Linked DNA regions of Mus musculus: regions 1, 2, 3, 4, 5 and 7 are each linked to region 6. Evidence: chromatin contacts called from public HiCAR-type and promoter capture Hi-C data. All regions are on one chromosome and are shown on one strand. The core of a region is the stretch at or near the end of the contact, and the rest is flanking DNA. Distances in the headings are between cores, read along the strand shown. Region 1 holds the start of Xpot (exportin, tRNA (nuclear export receptor for tRNAs)). Region 2 holds the start of BC048403 (cDNA sequence BC048403). Region 3 holds the start of Lrrc10 (leucine rich repeat containing 10). Region 4 holds the start of Rassf3 (Ras association (RalGDS/AF-6) domain family member 3). Region 5 holds the start of Rab3ip (RAB3A interacting protein). Region 6 holds the start of Cand1 (cullin associated and neddylation disassociated 1). Region 7 holds the start of Cnot2 (CCR4-NOT transcription complex, subunit 2).

Region 1 (3,422 bases), core at 181-2,680, 2.4 Mb after region 6:
CATGTGTGCAAAGCATGCCTCCAATAGGGTACAAAGTCAGAGACAGGCACGCAGGATGCACAACTTGAAACATTCTTAAAGTAAAGTAGTATTCCTGCTAAAAATGCTCAGAGAGAAAAGTCGGTGTAAGACTGTCTGTAAACCCCTGATTGAGAAATCCACTAGAGTTCCTTTAAATTATCCATTGCTTTGGGAAAAAAACTGCTTAAGCGTTTTGTCATTTCACGCTAATCTTGACAAGAGGAAAAAAGATAAATAAGAGGCCCAGCCGAGCACATGCTCAACACCAACAAAAAAAATCCTCAGCAAACTTGTTCCATAGTGAGGAATCCCTCACAAACCTTCGCCCTCTACACAATCGGAAAAAAACATCAAACCAAAATAAAATGAGATGGTAAACCACCTATCTGTGAATAAAACACAGGGTTAAAAGGTAACGATTGCCTAATAAAGACCGGCAAAGGAAGCTTAGCTTTCTGACCTACCGATGCAGAGCCTTGCAGGCTTAAACATTGTTACAATATGGTAAACATCTTATACTACCTGCAAAGGTGGATGTGGGGGTGGGGGGAGCGAAAAAAAAACATGTAAAATTGGAAGCCTTAATTTTTCCCTCAGCCATTAAGTCAAGAATAATCAAACAATGTGGAAAATTCCTCCACACCTACTTAAGCCTGTTTGAGACCGACTGAATCTTTCCAGCCTTTTAACATCAAGTTGACAAGTCGCTTTAATACAACGTAACTTCCCCCAGTAACAACTAATTAAGGCTTCCAAAAAGTACTCGTTTTTCAGGTTACAGGGAACATCAAGCTTTTCCGTGGCTGCAAGACTGTAAAGAAGCAAAAAGGGGAAAAGGCTGTCCCTGCTGGCAAATTACTACGCAGAAATAACACTTTCTCTCCTATTTGTCCCGGGGTGGGAAGCGGATCAACTTTGAGGTCCCTACAGCTCAAACTGGTGGGACGCACTCTAAAACTATCACAAATGGGGTTGGGGGGCAGCCTCCTAGGCCGGCCTCGCCCCCTATCCTTCGCCCGGATCCCTCCCAGAGCGAAGCCTCGTGGCCACTCGGGTGATGAAACACCCGGCAACCGGCAGCCACGCACTAGGGACGCGGCCGCCACCGATCGTCCCCAACCCCAAGTCCGGCTCGCCCGGCCACGTAGGGTCCCCGGCCCGCCGCCCTACGCCTCCAGTCACCATCACTCCAATATCTCTTCCTCGCCTGCACTCCCGAGGGTCGGCCAGCCGCAAGGAGCGGGCCGTACGCAGGGAGCACGGAGAGCGGCCCACGTCCTTGTCGCTGTAGTCCTCCAATACAGCCGCAGCGCTAGCGCCGGAGCCGGCCCGGGCCGCGCTCCTCTCGGCGCTCGGCGTTCCCCGGGCGCCTTCTCTTGCGTGGCGCGGAGCGGGGAGGGCAGGTTGGCAAGCCGGCGGGCGGAGTCGGCGGCCCTGGAAGGAAAACTGCGCAGGGTCCCGCTAACGCCGCCGCTGAGTCAGCGCGAGGCACGCCCCCCGCGTCGTACCGCGCGGACCCGCGCTAGCAGCAGCCTCATGGAAGTAGAGTGCAGACGGCCGCCAGCAGGCTGGGCCCGGGGGACTACAACTCCCAGCGTGCAAAGCGCATGGGACGCTTCCGAGAGGAGGACCGCGCACGTGCTCCCTGGAGCTCGCAGGGGGCGTGGCCGGCGGGCCTGTGGTGCATGCTGGGAGAGTGCACACCGCCCTCCTAGCTACAGGTTACTGAGGTCCTCTAAGCTTTTAGAAGACCGGCCACGTTGCGCTCTGCTTTGAGCGTCGGCGTGAATTAGTAACTCTCCACTCCCTCCAGAAGGGTCTGGTCAGGTGGCAGTGCGGAGATCCTGAGATCGGAAAAGTGGACGTGGTTGAAACCACGTGTTGAGTCAGTTGCTGAATTCCTTTCCAGCGGTTCCACGTGTCAAGAGTCCAGACGCTTAAGGACTCTTTAAAAAAAAAAAAAATCCGCTGTATTTTTATTTACTTGTTTTGCTTTTGAGGCAAGATCACACTCCATAACCCAGGCTGGTTTTCACTCATTTTTCCCAAGCTGGCCTAAACTTTACAAATTCTGGAATTACTGGCATGAACCACCACGCCCAGTTTAAATATTACTAAATTTGCCTACAAAAAAAGATAGAAAGAAAAAAAGAAAACCGAAAGCAGTCCCCGGTGATGGTGGCGATTACCATTCATCCCAACACTGAGGAGGCAGAGGTAGCCACATCTACAGAGCGAGTGCCAGGACTACAGAGAGAAACACAGTCTCAAAAAAAGAAAAAAAGAAAAGAGAGAGGGAAAACATACGTACAAGTCCCGTGCTTCCGTTCGCTTTGTTTCTTTGATCCCGTGCTATTATTACTGTGTGGGCGCAGTATAAGCTCCAGCAACCTTACCTAAATCCTAAGGCTGCACCTCCATTATTGTTGGCATCATGAGTGTTAAAGTCCATCTCAGTTTACTCATTTTATGTAGAGTGGGACAGTACCAGCCTCAGAGGGTAAGGTTTGGTTAATTTTATTTAGAGGCAGAGAGAGGCTCACTATGTAGCTCTGGTTAGCCTGAAACTTGCTGGCCTTCACTGTTCTCTTGCTTCAGATTCCAGAGTGCTGGAGTTCCAGGTTGTCACCAGGTCTGACTATTTCATGAATTAAGTTTGATACACGTGTTAGACTTATCATAAGTGACACTATCTCTGGGGATACATGGACAAACATCTGTTCACTGCAGATAGATACCCAGATTCGGTACTGATGACAGACTAAAGTGAGGATACCACGAAAGTCAAGCTTGGTGAACCAATGGCTTTTACTGGGGTGACTTTCTTACAGGAGCAGAAATGATATAAAGACAGCAGCCTCCCCGAAGACAGCAGGTAGGACAGGTTCCAGCAATTCAGCTTGTCCAAGAGTGTATAGCATGAGGGAGGGGATGGTATTGTTAATCTGGTTAGTTTGGGGGGGATCTTTGAATTGTTTACTTCCCGAGTTTAAAGAGTTTATCATGAAAACAATGCAGTGCACCCAACGTGTAGATTTCCTTTCGTTTCTTAGAAACAGTATTCTACAGTAAACTCTGGCTGTTCCAGAACTCACTATATAGACCAGGCTAGCCTTGAACTTACCAAGATCCCCCTACCTCTGTCTCCCTCACAAGTACTGAGACTAATGGTGTGTGCCAATACACCTAATATCTTATTCAGTACATGCTCAGTGTACATGTTCAATGTAGTCAAAGCCTTGCCTCTAGCTCCCACTAAGAATAAGCCAGACCTGTTCTACAAGCCTGTGATCCAAGCTGCTTCAGAAGCTGAGGCAGGAGGATCTCAACTTCAAGGCCAGCCAGGGCACAATAGCTATATCCTCTCTTTAAAAGTGAATGACGAGGTCTAGGGATATAGC
Region 2 (3,675 bases), core at 751-3,250, 2.5 Mb after region 6:
TGTACACCTGCAATACTAACAGGCCCTGCTATCTGTAATCTAGACATGTCAAGCCAAGTTATAGTCATGACTGCAGTGCATAATAAGAGTACCTTCACACTATATATAGCAGCCCTTGAAATTTTGTTTGGGGGCTGTGGGGGCAGGGTTGGGAGGTGGGTCGGTCCATAAGTGACTGCTGTGCAAGGACCTAAAATCAGATCCTCCATAAAAGCTGGGCTTGAGACAAATGTTTGTAACCTGGGCTGTGGGTGGGTCAAGACTGTTGGATCCCTCGAGCTCATAGGCTAGCTAACCTAAACAATCTGTGGGCTCTAGGCTCAACGAGTGACCCGTGTTAAAGAAAAAGGGAGGGGAAAATTAAGAAAGACACCTGAAACAATAATATCCGGTCTCTACATGAAAGCACATACTGAGTATGTGCACTCAAACACACAGGCACACACTCATGTGAACACATGCCCCTACAACACACACACACACACACACACACACACACACACACACACACACACATTCCTGCTTGTTCCAGCCCCACTCACTCTGGCCCAAAGATTTATTTATTTATTATATGTAAGTACACTGTAGCTGTCTTCACACACACCAGAAGAGGGCGTCTGATCTCATTACAGATGGTTGTGAGCCACCATGTGGTTGCCGGGATTTGAACTCAGGACCTCCAGAAGAACAGTCAGTGCTCTTAACTGCTGAGCCATCTCTCCAGCCCACATAACAATATTTGAAACTTATTTTGGGTCTGGGTATCATTGACACACAGTAGGCAGAGGCCTCGGACTATTCAAGACCAACTCTCTCTACACAGACCCTTCAGCAGAAAGAAGTTTCACTTCATAAGGAGTATAGTAGTTAGCCTGCATTCTTTTGAATGGTTCAATTGGGTATAAAAATTGCATTTCATATTTCTCTTGAGACTAGTATGTACATAGCCTTTCAAACACGTGTTTTTGTGTGAGTATACCTGCGTGCTCATGTGGAAGTCAGGGGATAACGTGCAGGACTCAGCACTCCTCATGTAGGTTTCTAGCATCTGACTCAGAGCCTCAGGCAGGGCAGCGAGTGCCCCTACACAGTCATCTCAACAGGTCCATAACCTCTCGTTTTTACTGGTTAGAAAGAGATCTTGGCCCATTAAAACTTAAAACATTAGCCCTTTGTCTGGCATACCCTGTGACTATTTTTCCTAGGTTTGCATTATGTGAGAAGAAGGACTTTTAGGGACTGGGAAGAAAGCCAAAGGAAGATGAAGAGAGGAGTGTAAGAGAGAGAAGGAGAGATGGACATGGTCAAAGCATGATATATTCATGCGTGGAAATGTCCCAGTGAAACTCTCTAATTCGTACAATTTATACGTGAAATATTTCAAAGCACACTTGTGAGCTGAGATGGTTTAGTGTTCTTAAATGTCGTATGAACGTGTGAAGAAACTGCATGACAAAATGCACCGATTTCATGGGAAGTCATTCCTGACTCTGAGAACCCCCGCAAGGAAGCTTCATGGAGTTGGAGATGGATGGGCAACTCTGAAGAGAGTTGTAGCTCTGGAAGCTGACCGACTCATGCAGATCTGACTTAGCCAGGTATGTTAACTGATGGCGTGTGTCGGTTTGAAAACTAGGCGACTAGCTATGAACTCCTGTCTGGCTTCCATCTGACAACCTTGGTGGTGTAAGGGCTGATAAGGCTTCTGGCTCTGATGGACACGCAAGAGCTGACGTCAAGCCCGTGTGACGTCATCCGCGCTAAGGCGCTGGCCTCCAGGGGCCTCCGGAGGGCAGGAGACGTCCCGGGGCTGGAGGTGGCTCCGCTGCAGGTCTCTGGCTCTGGAAGCTCAGGTTCCTAGGCTTGGTAGCCACCTCCACCTTTCACCTCCGCCACGCCCTCTGCGAGCCCCGGGAGCATCCCGCCGCCAGCCGGCTCGCCCGCCCCGCCGCGGGCACGCGCACGCACGCAGCTGCGCACGCGCGTCCCCCTCAGAACCCGGAAGTGCGAGCGGAGCCACGTGGGTGGAGCTGGCGCGCAGGTCGCATGGGGGAGTCTATCCCGCTAGCCGCCCCGGTGCCGGTGGAACAGGCGGTGCTGGAGACGTTCTTCTCTCACCTGGGTATCTTCTCTTACGACAAGGCCAAGGACAATGTGGAGAAGGAACGAGAGGCCAACAAGAGCGCGGGGGGCAGCTGGCTGTCGCTGCTGGCGGCCTTGGCGCACCTGGCCGCGGCTGAGAAGGTCTATCACAGCCTCACCTACCTGGGGCAGAAACTAGGTACCTCCGCCCCGCCCCTGCCCCTGAGGAGGAAGGAAAGGGGGTGCGCTGCCTGGTCTGCTTGGCTTGGGTGCCTCGTCACTCCCAGCGGCAGGCTCCACTCTGCCCAGGTCTCCTCCCACCGGTGCCCCTTCTTCCCTAGTGTGCCGCAAGCTCCGCCCACCGGCCTGTGCCATCGCTGCCTAGGTGGACTGGGAGGATGCTCTTCCCTGGGCATGCTCCAAACCCCGTGGGTTTACGGTTTTGCACCGTGCATGGACTGGTTTCATAAATGACAAGTTAACCAAGTTCTGTGTCCCCGTTCTAACTCACTAGTTAGACCTCACTGCGGTCTGAGGAGCAAAAGCAGGCGATGGAAGCTAGGTGTGTTAATAAATGCTATTTTGTCTGGCCTCTTATACAGAGGGGCGTCCTGTCCCCTCTTCAGATCCTGGCCAGGAAGGGCAGGAATTATGCAAAACCTTAACTGGAGAAGCGTTAAGGGACAGGATAGTGAACACTGCTAGTCCTCATGTAAATTTTAACCCTCAAAATAAGATGCAGGACTACCACTACAAGAAACAGTCGGCTTCATAAAAGCCAAGGGCTGTGCATTCAAAGTATTACCTTTAATAATAATGACAAATGATAGCTGACTACCAAAAAATTGGAATAGGCAGTTGTAATACTTAGGTTTCTTCTTGACCCTTTAGTTATTACAAGTTGGAGGGCCTTTCGTGAGTGAAGGATACACATCTCTGGCATCAAAGAGAGTGAGAGTGTACGTTACATATAGAGTTGATCCCCTTCTATTGCCAGGTAGCTCGCTGAATACTGAACGTTTGGTAAACACTCTGGGCAAAGGACTTTCTGAGATGATAAGGCCTGTAGCTTTTCAAATGATTGTTACTTAGTTATTGGTAAAAAGTGGCCAGAGATTTTACTCTGTTTTTCTCTAATGGGCCCAAAGGTGCAATTGCTATTACAGGGTTACTGTCCTGTTTTCTACAGTGTAGTGAGTTGGGTATGCATTTTATGGGAGGTGGTGGGTCTCAAACCTGAACACACCTGCCTTGAATAACCAGATTGAGTGTGTGTGTGTGTGTGTGTGTGTGTGTGTATATATATATATATACATATATATGTATATATATCCTTTATTCAAAGCATGTACAAATATTATTTATATGATGACTATTCATGTATGCATTTGATATATATCATATATATGATACATTCTAGCAGTAATATCGAAGGTGGATAATATTCTGGCAGTTTGAGATGTTTTAGGCTTCCTCCCTATAAAAACAATGATTGACCCAGGTACCATGATTCTTAACTTTATTGTTGTTTGAGCCCATCCATAGGATTATCCTCCCCATATGTATGTATGTATGTATGTACCAGATATATAG
Region 3 (3,487 bases), core at 695-3,194, 2.2 Mb before region 6:
ATACTATAACAGGGTAATACAAAGAGATCTATACTATAACAGGGTAATACAAAGAGATCTATACTATAACAAGGTAATATAAGGAGGAGCTCTATAGTCTAACACAATACTATAAGGAGGAGACTCATAACTTGGTCAATTCACTTTTCGCCTACCCAGATTCCATGGGGTGCTGAATGGGACACTGGGGCTGTGAGGAGGGAAGCGTCTGTCCCAGAGTTTACTCGGCATCCGGGATGACCCAAAGTGCTGCCAGTTTCAGCATGTGATTTGCACATACTTTGCTGACTTGTAAAGTCACCCCAGGTGACATTATTTGGCCAGTGAGTGGGGAAGACTCTGGAGGAGGGGGAGGAGCCTGTTTCCTGCTGTACAGCACAGAGCCACATCTGGGAGACAGTAAGCACTTCTGCATCCATTTCCAGTAGACAGATTTTTAAATTAATAGTTACCTTTATTTGTGTGTGTGTGTGTGTGTGTGTGTGTGTGTGTGTGTGTGTGTGTGTGTGTGCTTGCTCAGGGGTGGAGCTTCCCGCTCAATCGTTCTGCCACGCCCACTGGTGGAACGTGCCGCTTTGCTGTTTGGAGTCACACACGTGGTCACCCTGCTACTGAACTCCGAGATTATTTGGCGGGAATCGGGCCCCCTCCCCCTTCCTTCATAACTGAGTGTCGGAACAGTAAAATTGAGCTTTGATCAGAATGCCTGTCTTAGCTGCATCATTTTCTCTCGCCGCCTAGCCCCTCTTCTCTTCCAGGTTTCCAGAATGCCTTTCCAAGCTAGAACCCAGGCTATGATCTGCTGGCCGGACACAACATGCAAGATCCCACAGAGGCCAGAAGACAATGTTGGATCATCACCCCACACCTCACATCCAAAGCTGCCGTTAAAGACAGTTGTAAGCTATCAGATACAAGGGCTGGCTGGCGTGGATATGGCGTGGATATGAGGGCTGGCGTGGAACCTGGGTCCTCTCAAAGGGCAGCACGCGCTCTCCACCTTTGAGCCATCTCTCCAGCCCCCAGCAGCCAGACCTTGGAGGCCCTCGTTCTTGGAACGGTCTGGCTCATCGTTGCTTTTCTCAACTGGACGCGATTATGGACGAGAAGTACAGAGCTTTAATGGCCATTTAAATGGGTCTGGAAAGTGTTCCCACCTCTGGAAAGTGCCCCCCCCCCGGGTGCATTACATTCTAATGAATTAATTAATAATTACATTCTAATTAATCTATGCTTTTGAAGGCTAGTCAGCCTTCCTTCTTGTCCTTTGTCAAAGAGAGGATTTGTGTGTGTGTGTGTTCGTTTTGGCAGAAATGGAGACGGACCCCAGGGCTTCAATTCTGCCATACGAGCACCCTACCACTGAACTCCACTTCCAGCTCAAATGTACCCTTTTACAGTGTGGCAAGACGCTAGCTGGACACAAAGCAAGACTGTACAAATCAGAAGCCATTGCTTCTGATTACATATTGGTTAAGGCTTGTTGGAACTGGAGAAAATCTGTAAAGGATGTAGGCCTTTGGCAACACTTTGAAGGATGCATCCTGGAAAACTTAGCAGCGGGTTGTTGTTGTTTTGTGCCCCACTCAGGATTGAAGCAGGGCCTTGTTCGGGTTAGGTGAGTTGTAACACAAAGGAGATGACTATGCATTCAAATATTTACAGTTTTACCTACATAGTACAAATATAGGTGTTTTTCATTTTTACTTCTCCACCTTTGTCACAGTATTTTTTCAATTTGGGGGGGGGGGGCGGGAGATCAGGAGAGAGTAGATAAGAGATCAGGGCTTAAGTGATTAAAGACAAATATGTGAGTTGGACAGGACGTCCCAGACCCTGCCTGTCCGGCCTGTCACCAGACACTCAAGCTGCTATCAGGAGCACTTTATTCTGTCAAAGTGACTGGCTTTTGTCACCGAATTCCGGGTTATAAAGAGAGGGTAGAAGGGTTCCCGAGCAGTGAGCACAGCCAGCCCACTCCCTGACAGAGTTGGTGGGCAGGGGCTCGCCTTGCAGCCCGTTTCACATGGGAAACACCATCCGGGCCTTCGTGGCTTTCATCCCCACCGACCGCTGCCAGAGTTATGTGGTGGGAGACCTCCGGGAGATGCCCCTGGACAGGATGGTGGATCTGAGCGGGAGCCAGCTGCGTCGCTTCCCACTGCACGTGTGCTCCTTCACGGAGCTGGTGAAGCTCTACCTCAGCGACAACCACCTTCACAGCCTGCCTCCCGACCTGGCACAGCTGCAGAACCTGCAGATCCTGGCCTTGGATTTCAACAACTTCAAAGCTCTCCCCCGGGTGGTGTGTACCTTGAAACAGCTCTGCATCCTCTACCTGGGCAATAACAAACTCTGTGACCTCCCGGATGAGCTCAGCCTGCTCCAGAACCTACGGACCCTGTGGCTCGAATCCAACTGCCTCACCCGGCTGCCCGATGTGGTGTGTGAGCTGAGTCTCCTTAAAACCCTGCATGCCGGTTCCAACGCCCTACGTCTGCTACCCGGCCAGCTCCGGCGCCTGCGCGAGCTCAGGACCATCTGGCTCTCCGGCAATCAGCTAGCTGACTTCCCCTCGGTACTGCTTCGCATGCCCTTTCTGGAGGTGATCGACGTGGATCGGAACAGTATCCGCTACTTCCCCAGCCTGGCCCACTTGACAAATCTGAAGCTGGTCATCTATGACCACAATCCTTGCAGAAATGCCCCCAAGGTGGGCAAAGGGGTTCGCCGTGTTGGGAGATGGGCAGAGGAGACACCAGAGCCTGACCCCAGAAAAGCTAGGCGGTACGCACTGGCCAAGGAAGAGAATCAAGAGCCACCTCCTCCCCTTCTTCCTTCCAGCTCTTGAACAGCTGAGGTTGAAGGCCAATTCAAAGGTTACCCCACTGCTCCGAAGGCATCTCATTAGAGCGGAAGGGATGGTCCTGGCTCATCCCAGGGCTGATGGAGAGAAAGCCAGGTGAGATGCTGTAAAGGAATAGGGCGAAGAAAACATTTCCAGCCCCCAGCACCTCTTCCTAGGGGGAAGGTGTGTGCTGTTGCTGGCCTGGAATCCAGGGTGACTGTCACTCCTGTGCCAGAAGCAGTTCCTTCACACGAGCTATTTTGAAACACCAAAGAACAAGACCAGCCACAGCACTCTTCCACCACGCAGGAGTAGCTGGTCACAAGGCTGGTGAGTGCTTCAAAGACTGTATTTGTTAAAATAAAGAAAACAACGCCACCAGCTGCTCAGTGGCCTGTCTCTAGCTCTCTCTAGCTCTCATGCCTCTTTCCTTCCCGAGAACTTCTGCATAGTACCAATGTACTGCTGTTACTAATTTGGTTCCTGAAAGGGACAACTCTACCCAATCAGTCTTGATTCGAAGGAAAATAAAAAAAACAAAGCTGTGGTCACACAGCCTGAGCCCCTCCCCCCCCCCCCCCCCCCCCCCCCCCCGCACTTTAGCCCCTGCTGTAAATGCCACAAAGAAGTCTTTCCCTG
Region 4 (3,803 bases), core at 1,158-3,657, 2.2 Mb after region 6:
TACACTCACTTCTTTAAATAAAACACAAGTCGCTTGCTGCAATCCAAGGTGCAGACAGGCGTGGCTGCAGGGGCAGAGGAGGTAAGGCAGGTGGATCTCCATGCACTGAGGCCAGCCTGGCTCACACGATGAGTTCCTGGACAGGCAAGGCTATGTACAGACCATGTCTCAAAAATAAACAAACAAACTCAGGCTTCAGAAACCCTTCTAACCAAGAGCCCTTTCTTTAACACACGCGTGTGATGCCAGAAAACAGGCCACAGAGCTTCAAATAGACAGTGAATGGCTCCACCCAGGAAGTGGATGTTACTGCCCTGATTTTCAACACGTCATACAGTCATGTCAGTGCTCAATGGACAATATTGCATGATATATACAGACACAGTTAGAGGACGGTTACCAAAGTGGTTACGTATAACCTAGACTCTCTTAATGTACATAAACCTCACAGAAATGCTGCTTAAAGTGTGTGTGTGAAGGGGGGGGGGGTCTGGATAATGACCTTGAATTGCTGATCTTCCTGCCTGCACACAGACAGGCAGACAGACAGACAGACACACTACTGTGAACTACAACCCCATATTATGCAGTAAGTACTAGGCAAGCTACTAGCTACATCCCCAGCTGCCGCTTCAACTACTAAAAAGCAGGAACAAGATTCTTGACTTCCAACCACAGCATTCTGGCTGGACCCCCGTGGAGGGGACTCCCACACCGGTAGAATTCAAGAACCCCCTGGTTTTCTGGAAATTACCAGGCACTTCTGGAATACAAGTCAAACTGGCTCAAGCTCTTTACAAGGCAAACGGGAGGGGAATATGTAAAGTGGTGAAGAACCCCAATGAGGGAAAAACTAGATGAGAAAGGGGGAAAAGGCCATTTCTTGTCTGCCCCACAGGAGGTAGGCCAGGCAGTGTGGGAGTGGGAGTCGTGGGTAATCTCTGACTTCCAAATTCCCCCATTAGCACATTCTACTGAAAATAAAAGGTCACCCTAGTAAACGGAGCAACCTGAAGTCTGAGGATAAAGGCATGCTACCACCCACCCTAGCTAGCCCTTCACTAGGGGACTAGTTGTTAGCAATAATGACCTCATCCTAGCCTTTCACCCTCCTCCTCCTCTTAGTTTGGAAATCTAATAGACCAAAAAGCCTAGAACTTCCAAATCTGATAAAGGAGTTTTACTTTAGAAAACAACGGCCTGTTAAACTTAAAAGGGTTGGCAAGGGCAGTCTGGGCAGAGATTTCTCTCCACCAAAATCCCCATCACTGGGCCTCTGAACGATTAGTTTCTCTTGTTTTTCATCTCCAGAGTTGACAGAAACCTCTGGTGTGCGTCTGTGGTGTTTTTAGGAGCAACAAGTTTGTTCCGTTAAAGCTCCTATATCTGACGAGAGCGTGGCCGAGCTGGCCAGGCTCCCTGGTGCGGCTTCCAGGGCCAGAAGGCCACCGGTTAAGCGCCGACCTTACAAGTCCGGCCAAAGTGCCCCATTTGGAAGACGCCCCTAAAAAAAAATAATAATAATCCCTGTCCCGATCTGTGAAACTGGCACAACTTCCCGTACTGTCTTTTCCCAAGCCACGCTTCCCACGGCACCCTTCCTCCAAAAAAGGAAGAAATCGGCGTAAGGCTCAGCCCTCTGGAGCTAAGTCTACCCAGGACGTCCGCAGGACCCGCAAACCGGACCTGATGAGACCCAGACTTTAGTGAGCACCGACGATCGCCCGGTCCCTTTACCCTGCAGCTTGCCCGCACCGGGGCTGCTCGGTCACTTTGGGCTATTGCGTGCCCTCAAGCCACTCAGGGCCATCGAGCAAACTGCAGCTAGAAGCAAACTGCAGCCAGGACGGCGCGGTGACCCGGCCGTCGCCCCGAAGGGCTGTCGGGGGAGCCATCCCGAGTGGCCCGGGGACCTCCCGGCTCTTTGGAGCTGCTCCCGCAGCCGGCGTCCCCCAAGCAGAGAGGCCCAGGCCATCTGGCTCCGCGCCCTTCCACCTCCTTCCTTCGCCTCGGGCGGCCCACGCCCACTGCACAGGCTCCCAGCACCTTTCAGGCGCCGAAAGGGCAAAGGCCACTCTCAGAGCCCCGCAGCCCTCGGGCGAGCATCGCCCAGCGCGGGCGCAGACACGTGGAGCCAAGACCCCCGAGCACGCCACTCACCGGCTGACCCGAACGGGACTTGCCCGGAGGCGCTCTCCTGAAGAAGGAGGTCCTGGCGGTGAAGAAAAAGTCCTCGTCCTCCTCGAGGCTGCTGTAGCCGCTGCTCATGCTGCTGGTCCGGTTGCGCGCAGGGGGCCTCCCCGGGGCGCAGGCGGCCAGGCCGGGGTGCGGCGCCCGCCCGCCCCGTGAGGTTCCCGGCGCGCGGCCCCGAGCCGCCGGCAAGCCGTCCTGCTGCAGCTGCAGCCGCCGCTCAAGCCGCCGTCTGGTCCCCTCCCGCAGGATCAGCCGCCCTCTCCGGGCGCCTCCCGGCTCTGGTGCGCCACGACCCCGCCCCCTCCTGGACCCAGCCCCCCACGCCTGGCAAGGCCCCACCCACCTCAAACCAGACCCCGCCCAGCCAAGACCCCGCCCCCAGCCCGTCAAGGACCCAGCACACGCCACGCCCCTGCTACCAAGGCCCCGCCCAGGCCCCGCCCCACGGGCCTCCGCTGCTGCGTCCTGCCCAGCTCCGCGCGCGCAGGTGGGGCCCCGCCCGCGGCCCTCAGCCACGCCCCTCCGTCCTAGCACCGGTGGACTGTTGGAGGAAGGTGGGTTCGAGCACCGCCCCTGCTGGAACAGTTCTCCCGAGGGCTTCCCCAACCTCCCGGAATCTGCAAACTCCTCAGTGATTTCCCGTCACTGGAGCCGAAGTTTTGGAGAGGGCGGCAATATAATGGAGAACTTTTCCCACTCTCCTTCGGGCTCGGCCTTGGTGGAAACGGTCTGGGTCGAGGGGGTCGAGCCACGCGTGCGGCTGGCCCCTCCCAAACCGTTATAAGTTAGCAGAGGTGGGTGGGGTAAGAGCGACTGGGTTGTGCTTATTTGAAAGAAAACATCCTCTCTGGTTCTTTTGAACTTCGGTGGTAAAGCTTTCCCGCCTCCCTGTGGCGAAGGCGTGTCCCAAATGTGGATGGCTAAAGCAGTTGAGAATTTGGGGGACAAATTTCATAATCACCGAACAATCCAGTACTTTTAATTTAAATGCACTTTGGAAATGTCGCCTCCCACAAGCAACCTTACATGGTCACCCCATGGGGGAGCAAGTAGATTAGACCACTCCGTTCTCACCCACACAACAAAAAACAAGGTTTCCCTTCGGGAATCTGCTAAATTTTTAAAATGCGACTTTTTTTTTTTTTTTTTTTTTTTGCTTAGGGTGACCTGGGGGGTCGTTTTCCCCTTGGCGTGATGGAGTTGACTTGAGTCCTACTAACTTGCTTGCAAGAGACCTTGATGGGAAAGAGGGTTTGAAGCTTTAAGGCTGCTATGATATGCAGGCCGTAGCAGAATTTTTGTTTTGTTTTTTAAGGAGTTTTTTAAAAGAGAAACTCGTCATTGCTTATGGCTAAGCCCTTTTCTCCTCTACTCCCCCAGTGCTGTGACTAAAACATAAAGGTAGCAGTCGCCTTCAGGCTGAGACCCGCTGCTTCTGTGGCGTTTTTGTGTACCCTTCCTGGAATCAGGACTGAGTGCCTAATCGTCACTTGAGAACGAGAAGGGGGGAAAGCCAGACCGGAGAGAAGTCTGGGACAAGGGAAAGAAATGGCTCCTGTGTAGTTCCTTCCTCCCTCGGGCAGAAAGAAGGCTGACTTATCTGCCTTCCT
Region 5 (3,767 bases), core at 296-2,795, 2.3 Mb before region 6:
AAAAATATATATATATATCTGTAGGGCATCCACGTATACTGCAGAGTAGAGGCATAAAGAAACTCTGAGGCAAAGAATATGTCTCAGAGTATAGAATTACACTGATTCAAAAGTACAGCTGCATTTAAACAGAGACATCAAAGCTCCACAAAGAAACTGAACATCAACCAGGCAGTGGAAGGTGAGAATCATTCGCTAGCACAAATGACTTGCTATGTAAGCAATGAGGCGTCTCATCAAGCACGCTCATTCACAAAAGAAGGCATTAATTCAAAACATCCTTGGGCCGGAAAGAGAAAAAAGTTGAAAGACGTCTGTTCTTATAGTTAAGAATGCATTGCTGAGTAAATCTGTGTAACTGTTAAGTTCAGTTAATATATTCCCCTAGGGCCTTGAGGAGTAGATTCGGAATGCAGTGTCTATTCAAACATGAAAAGTCCTCTGAAAACGCACAGTCCTGGTAAATAAATAACACATGCTAACTGAACAAGGCCCCATAAAACTGGTGAAATATTTAACAGTATCAAATATTTACAACGATGGGCTGCATACCTACTCTGCCTCCTTTTCCTCTCGATTCATTGTTTAGAAACAAAAACTTAAGAACAGTGTAATGAACAGAAACCGGGTCTTTCAAGAGATTTACAATAGAACGGTTTGTTTTAATCCTCTTATCGGCCTCTCCTCCAATTATGCAATCATTCCAGAGCCAAAAGATCACAGGGCTCTTTCCCTTGACACGGGGGACACTGAGAAGTGTCTAAACAGGTAGGCTGGGAACAGGCAACATTTCCTTGAAACTAAAGTGCCTCTGGGGCACCAGCTCTAACTCGGAGGAGAGTGCGCCAGCCAGCCATTACGGATCGATGTTTTAATCCCCAACAACTGGCAACTCTTCGCGTGCTGCAGCGTCCACCCGGCACCATCCTCTCCCCAGCCTCGCTATTCCGCGGGCGGCGGGGGGCGAGCGGCCCACGCAGGGGGAACCGCTGTTCTCCCACTCCCGGGGTCCCGATTCCCGAAGTCAGGCTGGGCCGAGCGCGGCGGGGGAGACCCCGGGAACCGGCGACCCCCGCACATCCCCGGCCAACCGCGCCGCCCGCGACTTAAGCAACTCCGCGACCGAGGCCGCGCGGGCCGCCAGGTGAGCGCCGGAGCCGCCGCCCTTCGGGTCCCCGGGGCTCCGCAGCGGGCGGGCGGACGGGCGGACGGGCGGGCGCGATCCGCGCCCTCCCCGCCGCCTCCTGCACCTGCCCGGCCGCGCTCCGGGCCGGCGGGACAAGGGCGCGAGGCGAGGCGCCGAGGGGGCGGTGCTCACACCGCCCGCCTCTCCCTCCCGCCGCCGCACTCACCTGCCGGATCCGCCGCGGCCGCCGCCCGCGCTCGGCAGCGCTCGCAGAGCCGCAGGGTGCGCGTGCCCAGCTCGGGAGACGCGGAGGACGGCGGCGGACAGACGCCGCTCCACTCCGCCGCGGCTGGCGCTCTCTGCGATGGGAGCCGAGGGAGGGAGAGCCGACTGCGCCTGCGCCGAGCGCCGGGCGGAGAAGCGGCCGCCCCTCCCCCTCCCCCGCCCCCGCCCCGGGAGAGAGGGCGGGACTAGAGGCGGGACCGGGAGGGAGTGGCGAGGGGGACTCGCGCGCTGCGGCGCCCCCTGGCGACAGGAGGGGCTCGGTGCAGGCTAATCCACGCGCGGAGTCCAGGGTCCCTCTACAGCGGTTTCCCTGGGAACCACTCTGGCTGGAAATCCTGTGGCTGCCTTTGGAGGATGTGAACTCTCCTGGGATGGTAAGAGGCTTTGGACTGTGTATTGAGGACAAGCAGAACCGACCTGAAATTCCGCGTCTGTGGATACCTGAAGCTGGAGTAGGAGGTTAGGGGCCCGGGGAGGGGGGGGGGGGGGGGATGGGATGGGCGGGGAGCTGGTAAACCCAGATCCTTCCACTTTCAGTTTCCAAAGACCGTCTCTCATCTTTTACAGGAACTATATCTATTGTTTTGTTTTGTTTTGTTTTGCTTATCAAACTTCCATCCCACATTCGGGCTTCCAAGTTGGAAAACAAAAAACAAAGTACAGACAGAATCAAGCCCTGAAAATCAAACTCAGGGATGGGGGGTGGGAGGGAGCAGTCATCCTCGGTATTTCCGCCAATGTTTGTGATACTCAGAGGCAGGGGCTGCCATTCTGTTGAGTACATCAAGGAGGTGGTAATAAAAAGGAAGCTATGTGTGTGGTCCCTGTGATCAGCCACCTACTGACCTCTGTGACCTTAGGCGAGTTCATCTGCAATATCGCCAATCTTCTCACTGATAATTGGAAATAAGAATGTCTACCTCATCAAGGTTTTGAGAGTTAAGTGGTTTAATATATGTAATTAGTGTACCTCACCACATTCTGTGACACAGTGAGTCATACAGAAACACACATGTGTACACACACACACACCTCTACAAAAAATTCCTACCATCCAAAGACTCAAACAAAAGGAGACAAGTTTACTATTAAGAGAAAACTTTATGGGCTCCCTGTTTTACACATTTTTTTTCTAAAGAGATGTTCACACACACACACTTTTTGTTTTGTCTTGGTTTTCGAGACAGGGTTGGCCTCGAACTCAGAAATCTGCTGCCTCTGCCTCCCAAGTGCTGAGATTAAAGGCATGCACCACCACTGTCCGGCTCACACACACATCTTTTATCATATGGAATTGGTAATTACTTAACCCATGCTCCAGTTTCTTTGTAAACCATTCCCTGATGCTCGCCTGCCTCCCAACCCTAACTCCTTACCTGTGATCCCAGAACACTGTATTTCAGTGGTTCTCAACCTTCCTAACACTGTGACCCTCTAATACAGTTCCTCATAGTGTATACTAACCCCCAACCATAAAATTATTTCCGTTGCTACTTCATAACTGTAATTTGGCTACTGTTATGAACCTTAACATAAATATCTGTGTTTTCTGATGTCTTAGGTGACCCCCTGTGAAAGGGTCATTTGATCCCAGAGGGGTTGCGACCCACAGGTTGAGAACTGCTGCTTTAACTCTTGCAGTGCATATTCCCCATGAATCATAAGTAGACTTTCCTCTCTTTTCTCTTTAGTCTGTGTCTTGAGAACAGGCACTCTGCTTGACAGAGAACTCTGTAAAGGTAGGAAGAGGAGATGGTTGACACACAGGGAGAATGCTCTATTTGGTATATGAACATTTGGAGGATTGGCTCTTCAGTTTATTCAATGTAAGACCCAAAACATCACGGGTCTACAGAAGACAGTAATGCTAATGTGTGTGAATCCCACAGTGACCCACATGTATGTTAACTACAAGATCATCTGTAGTCTTAGAGAGTGGGCTCTAGCACTGTTTGAGAATGGGGAGAGTTACTGTAGAGCCATGACTAGAAATGGCTCCCAGAGGCTCATATATTTGGAGCTTGGTCATTGGGAATTATTTATATTATAATTATTATAATTGGGTCCTTGACAGGGATTAGGAAGTGTGGCCTTGTTGGAGGAAGTGTGTCACTAGGGGTGGACTTTGAGATTTGCTTGGGTGACCTCCACCCAAGCAAGCTTCCAACTTGTGAAAAGGAATTTATAAAAAGCTTAGGGGTTGGCATAGATGCACACACCTCACATCCCAACACCCAGAGAGCAAAGGCTGGTGGATCTCTGAGTTCCAGGCCAGCCTGGTCTACACAGTGAGTTCCAGACCAGCCTGGTCTACAAAGAGCCTAAGCCAGACCCTGTGTCTCTCTCTTCCTGCTGC
Region 6 (3,419 bases), core at 342-2,841:
ATATCAAATTCTTGGTGGTTTGGAGTCAGAGAAACGACCCTGTATGTAGTTCACTGCGCACTTATGACTTTACCTAGGAACAAAGGCATTATTTTCCCCGGAGTTCCCCTTTCACCAGTGGGAAAATTGCTTCAGATAGGATTTGGACAAACCTTCAGGTGTTAAGAGTTCACAGAACAAAAACCAAGCTCCTAGACTAATTTTAACCAAAGATTACTTGTTCTTTAGTCTAAATGCACACAAAACTGTACTATGGCCCAAGGCATTACAGAGGAAAACTTAGGTATCAAAAAAATAGCCTTTTTTCTTTTGACAGAGGGCTTATTTGTGAAGGATTAGGCGTGGTGTGTGTGTTAACAATCAGTGTAGCATGAAAAAAACAGACGAGGCGACTGTGTGAAAATATAACACCTTCGATATGCACGGGACTAAGAACCAATGGTCCAGGTCTTGCAGAACACAACTCTATGATTAAGCTTCATGGCTCACCAGCCTCTCTTTTCAAGATTGGTTTGCTTGGCAATCCAGCCCTCTGGCCATGACTCTGTATAGGGATGTGAGACCGAAACCCCAAGATCCTGCGTGGCTTTCACTCGGCCGGAGAAAAGTGACAGGGATGCTGGCGGGAAAACCCTGCAGGCCAAGTTTCCCCCCCACCAAGCCGGGCTCCCCTCCCCCTTCTGGCCACCTTCGCCAAAGAGAAGGATCCAAAGAGAAAGTATACAATCCAATCAGCGAAGGCCTCGGAGAAAGTTGATCGTGGCACCCATTTCCCATCCGCGGGAAAAAGCCAGGCGGCGGCTGAGTGGCTGGAGAGCGGCAGCTTGTCCCCCAGCGCCGGGATGGCCTGGCGCCTCGGGAGGGCCGGGGACTAGGCCCGGCCACCCGCCCGCCCGGGAAAAACTCCTTCCCTCCCGCGCAGCCCGTGCCTTCGGGCCCGGGCGCTACCTGGGACGCGTCCCTGGGGGTGGACAAAGGATGCGCCAGGGACGCCGGGACGCGGACCAGCCCCGGGCGGCCAGAGCGGACAACGGCCTAGCGGGGAGATGGGGGAGGGGGTGGCTGGAGACCCGCCGGACCGAGGGGTGGGGCAGGGCCTGTCGCGAGGCCCGGGCGGCGGCCGCCCTCCACCTCTCCCCCACCCCGAGGTGGGGCGAGGGTCGGATTTCAGCCTCACCTGAAGTCCTTGTCGCTGGATGTCATTTTCTCCAGCAAGTTGGAGATGTGGTACGAAGCGCTCGCCATGTTGCCGGCCTCGATCCCGCCTGCTGGCTCAGTGGCTGCTGGGCCCCGCGGCCGGGGCTCCTCCTCTCCTTGGCGGCGGCGCCCGCTTCCAGGGTCGCACCGCGACGCGGACTGGGGAAGGCGCTCCGACGCGACGTCCAGTCCCCGGCCAGACGGGGATGGGGAGGGGAATGGCTGCCCCGGGGGGGAGGTAGGGGAGGCCGAGAGTGAGTGACGGGGACGGCCTAACGACGGCGCTGCTCGCGGGGCGCCGAGCTCATGGGCGGCGGGACGGACGGCTTGGGCCTCGCCGGGAAGCCAGACACTTGCGTTCGGGCCGCCTCGCTCCCACTCCCTCCGCACTCGCTCCCTAGGGCAAGAGGCCAAAGCCCGCCTCCTTCGCTAGGAGGGCGGGGGCGGCCGACGCAGGGCGCTGCGGGGAGGCGGGGTCGGAGGTCACCGGGGCTGCCCGGCGCACTCTGCGCAGTCGCGGTTTACAGGGACGCTCCCGTTGGCCCGGCCGGCTGTCTGTCTTCGCACGGGCCGCCTTTCGGGCGGAATGGCAACGCCTCGAGGGGCTCTTCTCGCGAGACCTTAAAGCGACGGTTAAAGGACGGGCAGTGAGCGTCCAAGGCCGGAGTTCTGCAAACGCTCCTTGCTCCTCCCTGCGACATTAAGAAGGAAGGTCTATGCGTTTGAAAGCGCGTGGGGCTTGTGGGTGATGATGCTAAGAGCTGGCCTGGAGGCCAAGGGGTGCAATGGAAAAATGAGCTCTCTTTCCGAACGGTACGCGTGGCCGAAACTGTCCCCTAACAACCATGCTGTATGGTTGCCACGTGAGAACTACGACTCCCACAATTCAATTGGGGACACACGAAGGACGTGATTGGCTCTTTGAACCTGGAGTTTCTTTATTGGTTCCCGTGGTCGGAGAGAATGCTGGGATTTGCAGGCAGGCAACGCGGGTTATGCTAAATAAAATCTTTCCATCGGCGTGTGCTGTTTCTAAAGTGTCTGTTTCCCTGAAAACATCGCCCACTCCCACCCCCACCCCCGTCCTCATGTTGTTTTGGGCAAGCGCCTTGCAAAATTCAGTGTTTTGGTAGGGGCCTAGTCGAACCTTAGTACTAATCTTTGCTCCGCTAAAAGGCCTCAGGGCCACAGTTTGGACGTAATCCTTTTATTCATCCCGGAGCCACTTTTTTTCTGTTCCATTTAGGTCCTAGTAAGGATTCTCTCCCAATGCCAAACATGGATGGTGCACGCCTCTAATCCCTGATCAGTAGAGGCAAGTGTAGGAGAGCCTTGTGGGTCTCAAGTATAAAAGCTAGCTTGGTCTCTAAATCGAATCCTAGGCCAGTTAGGGGTATCTAGTGCAAACCTGTCGCAAATAGGGGAGGTGGTGGGGAAGTATCATTGCAGATTGTGCTCTGAGCCTACATCTTTCAATAGTCGGCTTCTGTGCACTTAGTTATGAAATCTAAGTTTTCCTATGTGCTCGGATACACCAACACAACCACCAGAGATCAGAGGTGACATGTACAACTGTTTGTTTACTCTCCAAGTTTCCCTAACCGTTCAGTATTTCACAAATAGCCCAAAGAAGAGTTGGAAGGATCAGAGATTTAGGTTTGGTTTGCTTTTCTGAGATAGAGTTTCTCTGGGTAACCCTGGCTGTTTTGGAACTCAATCTGTAGACCAGGCTGATCTCAAACTCAGATCCCCCTGCCTCTGCCCCCCTGCCCCTCTGACCCCCTGCCCCCCTTCCCCTCTGCCCCTCTGCCTCTGCCTGCAATATTAGGATTGAAGCTGTGTGCCACCACGCCTGGCTAATAATTTGTTTATTTTACGTGCATTGGTGTAATTCCTCCATGTGTATCTGTGTGTGGGTGTCAGATCCCTGGAGCTCCAGTTATAAACAAGTGTGATCACTGAGGGTGTTAGGACTTGAACCCCTGGTCCTCTGGAAGAGATGCTCTTAACCATTGAGCCATCTCTACAGCCACCTCCTCCATAAATCTGTAAAATAGCTCACTAAGCCGGCCGTGGTGGTGCACGCCTTTAATCTCAGCACTGGGGAGGCAGATGATGGATTTCTGAGTTCGAGGCCAGACTGGTCTACAAAGTGAGTTCCAGGACAGCCAGGGCTACACAGAGAAACCCTGTCTCAGAAAAAAAAAAAAAAAAAGCTCACT
Region 7 (3,536 bases), core at 723-3,222, 2.7 Mb before region 6:
TGTGTCAATAAAGCATTAATAGGAATGCAAAAAATAAAAAAATAAAAGTCAAATACAGTCTTTATTTCTGGTCTAGAGTTAAAAACAAAAACAGGCACTTTTTTAAAAATGAAAAGGTTTCACTTTAAAATTAAGGATCTTGCAAAGTCAGCAAAAGTGAAAAGTGGAAGAAGTTGTCTGTGCATTTTGAACTTTTCCTTTAGCTTTAAGATGACAACAGACTGGATAGGCAGAGCACAAGGGACCATTTAGAAAACATATTAAAGACACAAAACCTGAACACAGACAAATATTTGAATGTAGACAACCATTTCAGTGTACTGGATTTTTAAACACTTCCAACTTGGAATAAAATTACCTTACAAAACTACAAAGGTGACTTCTGAGAAGGAACTGTTGTTGAATATACAAAGCATTCCCAAACATAAAACTGTTGTGAAAGTTACCACCCACTTATTTGGAAAGGGAAATCTATAGGAACACGATTCCATCTCCCTAAAACTTCTCACTATAGAGAGTAATAGAAAATGTATTCAGTTTTGAACATTAAGTGTGTCCCTTGTGAACAGATCTGGTTAACGTTCTACCATTTGCCAATAATCTAAGGATCATATTGCTGTATTTTATTAGGAACTGTCCAGATGATTAAAGAGAAATCTTTGACTAAGGATTTAATGAAAATGAAGCAAAACACTCTTAACACTTGTCTTCCCAGATGTTGAAAAGTGGAGATGTCCCCCTAGGATTTCCAAGAAAGTACCTATGTGTAAGATTTATTTATTTTTATTTTCTTTTGGAGGTAAAAGCGTACTGATTGGATCTAACGTAAATGCAAATAACAAAACCTTAGAAATAATTTTACAAAAATAAAATTACAATTAGATTTCCCGAAGGGCCTACAGATAACAAGAATTATAAGCTTTTCTCCTAAGCAAACAGTACCTCAATTAAGAACTACCGGGTTTCTTTTAACCCAACTTATTTCTTCTATGAAACTTTGAAGTGAAGACCTAAAACAAAACGGCAAAAGGTAGAGGGGGCCCGGCGGAAGTAGAAACCAGGGCTTGCAACTTCACAAGAGTGGCTCGGGTTCCTCCTCCGCCGCCCCAGGACCATCGGAACTCAAGAGGCTACACCACTAGAGAGGCTTCCCACTCCAGGCACGGGGGCAGAAGCAGCATCTGAGTTTCTCTCTCGCCTTTCCACCTTGCAAGAAAGGCCCCTTCGGTATAGCTCAGGGCCTGGAGGCTCCCGAGGCCCGTTAGCCAGTGCGATGTCCCCATCTTACACAAACAAACAAATAAAAAAAAAAAAAGAAAGAAAGAAAAGAAAACCACACAAGTGGCGGAGGATGCGCGTGTATGGCCAGAAACGTAAAGCTTCAAGGACCAGCAGCTGCTGGGAACGTGGCAGGCAGGAGCCGTGTCCAGTGGCCGGGGCTCCTGGATGCTGCTGCCGCCGCCACCGCCGCCGCTGCCTTCTCTCCTAGCCCAGGAAGCAGCACGGCGGCAGCGGCTGCTCCGCGCCGGCGGGAGCCGGGGAAGCCCCGCGGCGGGCAGCGGGGGCCCGGGCCTAAGCTCCGGAGCGGCTGCGGCTGCGGTAGCTGCGGTGGTGGCGGCGGTGGCGGCCCGAGCACGGCGACGCTTTACGTCCCGTCCACCCCGCCACACACCCCCTCCCTCCTCCAGCGCCGCCACCCCCTCCCCGCCCGCCCGCCCGCCCGCTCCGCTCTTCCCTCTCTCGATTGGAGCCGAGACAAAAGCAACGGGAAGCGGCGGGCCGGGACGCTACCCGCGGACCCCGGGCGCGACCGGACCAGCCCCGAGGCATTCCCCCGCCTTGAGGGGGCCCCCAATCCGCCTCCCCCGCCGCGTGCCCCGCCGCCAGACTTCCGAAAATTGGCCAAAAACTCACCGCATGAATTTTCTTGTCCCGCGGATCCAAGATGGCGACGTATCCACCGCGGAGGCTGCTGGGAGCAAGACCTTTACCCTCTGACCCCCGCCGTGACCCCCGTCGCTCCGACTCCGCTCGAAGGCGGCGGCGACGGCGGCTGCAGCAGCAGAAGCCGGCGAGCGAGCGAGGCTCGCCGAATGGACGGAACGCCGCCCGTACGCCAGTCGACCGTGAGAAGCACAACGCTCGCCTGGAGCCTTCCCGGGCTTCCGCCGCCTCCCGCGGAAGGTGCGGCGCTGTCTTGTGGCGGTGACCGAGGAGAGTGGGGCCTGGGCGGCCTCTCCGGGCTCCCGAAGCCAGACCGCCGCCACGCCGGGAGCTGCTGCGGCCACGCCTGGAGCTGCGGCCTGGGGTCCGAGCGAGCGGGCGAGCGCGGCCTCGGGGGCGGGGAGAAGCCGAGGGTGGCGTGGGTCCGCCCACCGGGGGACGCGCAGCGTGTTTGTGTTTGTGTTTTCCTCGGACACCCCGCCCCCGAGCACCTCCTGCGGGCTGTCCCCGGGCTGTCCCCAGCCTGCTGCGCGGCGCGGTGCGGTGCGGTGCCTGCGGTGCTTCGGTCCTCCCACCGCCCCGCTGCCTGCGCTACCTGGGTGCGCTCCCCCAGACACCCGCCGCACGCCGCCCGCACCTCCCGAGCAGTGAGTTCCCCTCCGCTGGAACCTAGGCGTTTGATCGCCGCCCCCTCTTCCTTTTCATGCTCCCCTTTTTTTTACCTGCCCCCCCCCCCCCCGGTCTAAACCTGGTGAGAGGAAGTAAGGGGGAAGCGTGTTTTTAAAGCACTGCCGGGAGTACTTAATCTAACCGAACGGTGTTTGTGGCACTTTATTTAGTTCCCGCCCGGCGCGCCCTTGGTAAACCTTAGTGACCAGCTGGCTCATCCACTAGACCTTTTGAAAATACGGTGGCTGTGGTTGGGAACTAAAGTGTTTTGCTCTCCAAAGCCGGACTGTCCCTGAAAGTGAAATTACTTTTTATTGCTGTAATACTCTTAGTTTACACCTTTGAACATCCACAAACTTCGTGTTTTACGGTTACTTAACTTGCTAAAAAGCCTCTTTGTGCTTTGAAGTTGCGAGTTTCATAACGTATCGCTGTTCATGTTTGAGTGGTAGAGCTTACTAATGCGGATTACTACTCATTTGAAGTAAATAAAGTTTCTGCTGTAGTTTAATAAATTACCTCCTTCCAGCCCGCCAGTCTATATAGTTAGATATAGATTCTGTGATAAACGGAAGCGATATATATTTTTATCATAGAAAGCTAAAGGCAAGAAATAGGATACAATAGCCTACGGTGAAATTAAAAGTACCTTTGTCATGGTTTTGAAAGTAATTTGACATAGCAGATATGCAGTATCAGCAGATATGCAAATTTGTTTAAATGCGGACAGGAACTGGTGTAGCCAGTAGAAAAAAAAGGTTTATTTTGCTAGGTTGTTCATTTCATTAAATACTCCTTTTCACCGTTTTGTGTTTTGTTGGTTTTTCACTTTAGGGAAATTCAAGAAGGAACAACACAGTCCTACATGGCCCCTCCCCCAACCGTGCCTTCCTGTCTCGTCTGCTTTCTCTTCCTCTCAAGTT

The links. Promoter capture Hi-C pulls out the DNA fragments that hold promoters and counts their contacts. HiCAR-type assays count read pairs that join an accessible place to other places.
Region 1: a contact with region 6 is called in a promoter capture Hi-C map of pre-B cells, with 4 times the contacts expected there. The contact joins the promoter of Xpot here to the promoter of Cand1 in region 6. A contact is called at or near these places in 6 of 39 promoter capture datasets (the 3T3-L1 cell line, hippocampal neurons, liver and 1 more), 1 of 484 Hi-C or Micro-C datasets (CD8 T cells) and 1 of 115 datasets of contacts at active chromatin or transcription factors (astrocytes).
Region 2: a promoter capture Hi-C map of pre-B cells shows a contact between it and region 6, with 2.6 times the contacts expected there. The contact joins the promoter of BC048403 here to the promoter of Cand1 in region 6. A contact is called at or near these places in 2 of 39 promoter capture datasets (neutrophils and pre-B cells).
Region 3: a contact with region 6 is called in a promoter capture Hi-C map of liver, with 5 times the contacts expected there. The contact joins the promoter of Lrrc10 here to the promoter of Cand1 in region 6. A contact is called at or near these places in 3 of 39 promoter capture datasets (cranial neural crest, liver and neutrophils) and 1 of 115 datasets of contacts at active chromatin or transcription factors (astrocytes).
Region 4: a HiCAR-type map of astrocytes shows a contact between it and region 6, with 2.9 times the contacts expected there. The contact joins the promoter of Rassf3 here to the promoter of Cand1 in region 6. A contact is called at or near these places in 2 of 39 promoter capture datasets (the SN4741 cell line and pre-B cells) and 2 of 115 datasets of contacts at active chromatin or transcription factors (astrocytes and large pre-B cells).
Region 5: a contact with region 6 is called in a promoter capture Hi-C map of pre-B cells, with 5 times the contacts expected there. The contact joins the promoter of Rab3ip here to the promoter of Cand1 in region 6. A contact is called at or near these places in 5 of 39 promoter capture datasets (hippocampal neurons, liver, neutrophils and 1 more), 1 of 484 Hi-C or Micro-C datasets (neutrophils), 1 of 115 datasets of contacts at active chromatin or transcription factors (thymic regulatory T cells) and 1 of 9 other capture datasets (liver).
Region 7: a promoter capture Hi-C map of liver shows a contact between it and region 6, with 3 times the contacts expected there. The contact joins the promoter of Cnot2 here to the promoter of Cand1 in region 6. A contact is called at or near these places in 5 of 39 promoter capture datasets (erythroid cells, hippocampal neurons, liver and 2 more) and 2 of 9 other capture datasets (adipose tissue and liver).

Annotation. Positions count from the first base shown.
Region 1 is chr10:121,624,902-121,628,323 of GRCm38.p6, forward strand. Xpot (exportin, tRNA (nuclear export receptor for tRNAs)) reads right to left here and starts at 1,431. Exons shown (of 25, transcript NM_001081056.2): 1 at 1,204-1,431.
Region 2 is chr10:121,737,930-121,741,604 of GRCm38.p6, forward strand. It overlaps BC048403 (cDNA sequence BC048403), which reads left to right and starts at 2,001. Exons shown (of 3, transcript NM_173022.3): 1 at 2,001-2,281. The coding sequence starts at 2,047.
Region 3 is chr10:117,043,397-117,046,883 of GRCm38.p6, forward strand. It overlaps Lrrc10 (leucine rich repeat containing 10), which reads left to right and starts at 1,945. Exons shown (of 1, transcript NM_146242.2): 1 at 1,945-3,372. The coding sequence starts at 2,027. The coding sequence ends at 2,851. Gm10747 (a long non-coding RNA gene) reads left to right here. Exons shown (of 3, transcript XR_872056.2): 2 at 160-399; 3 at 742-1,289.
Region 4 is chr10:121,473,843-121,477,645 of GRCm38.p6, forward strand. Rassf3 (Ras association (RalGDS/AF-6) domain family member 3) reads right to left here and starts at 2,408. Exons shown (of 5, transcript NM_138956.3): 1 at 2,161-2,408. The coding sequence starts at 2,268.
Region 5 is chr10:116,948,908-116,952,674 of GRCm38.p6, forward strand. It overlaps Rab3ip (RAB3A interacting protein), which reads right to left and starts at 1,546. Exons shown (of 11, transcript NM_001359645.1): 1 at 1,353-1,546. 4933412E12Rik (RIKEN cDNA 4933412E12 gene) reads left to right here and starts at 1,655. Exons shown (of 3, transcript NR_038026.1): 1 at 1,655-1,785.
Region 6 is chr10:119,238,464-119,241,882 of GRCm38.p6, forward strand. It overlaps Cand1 (cullin associated and neddylation disassociated 1), which reads right to left and starts at 1,592. Exons shown (of 15, transcript NM_027994.1): 1 at 1,178-1,592. The coding sequence starts at 1,245.
Region 7 is chr10:116,579,539-116,583,074 of GRCm38.p6, forward strand. It overlaps Cnot2 (CCR4-NOT transcription complex, subunit 2), which reads right to left and starts at 1,973. Exons shown (of 16, transcript NM_001037846.3): 1 at 1,915-1,973.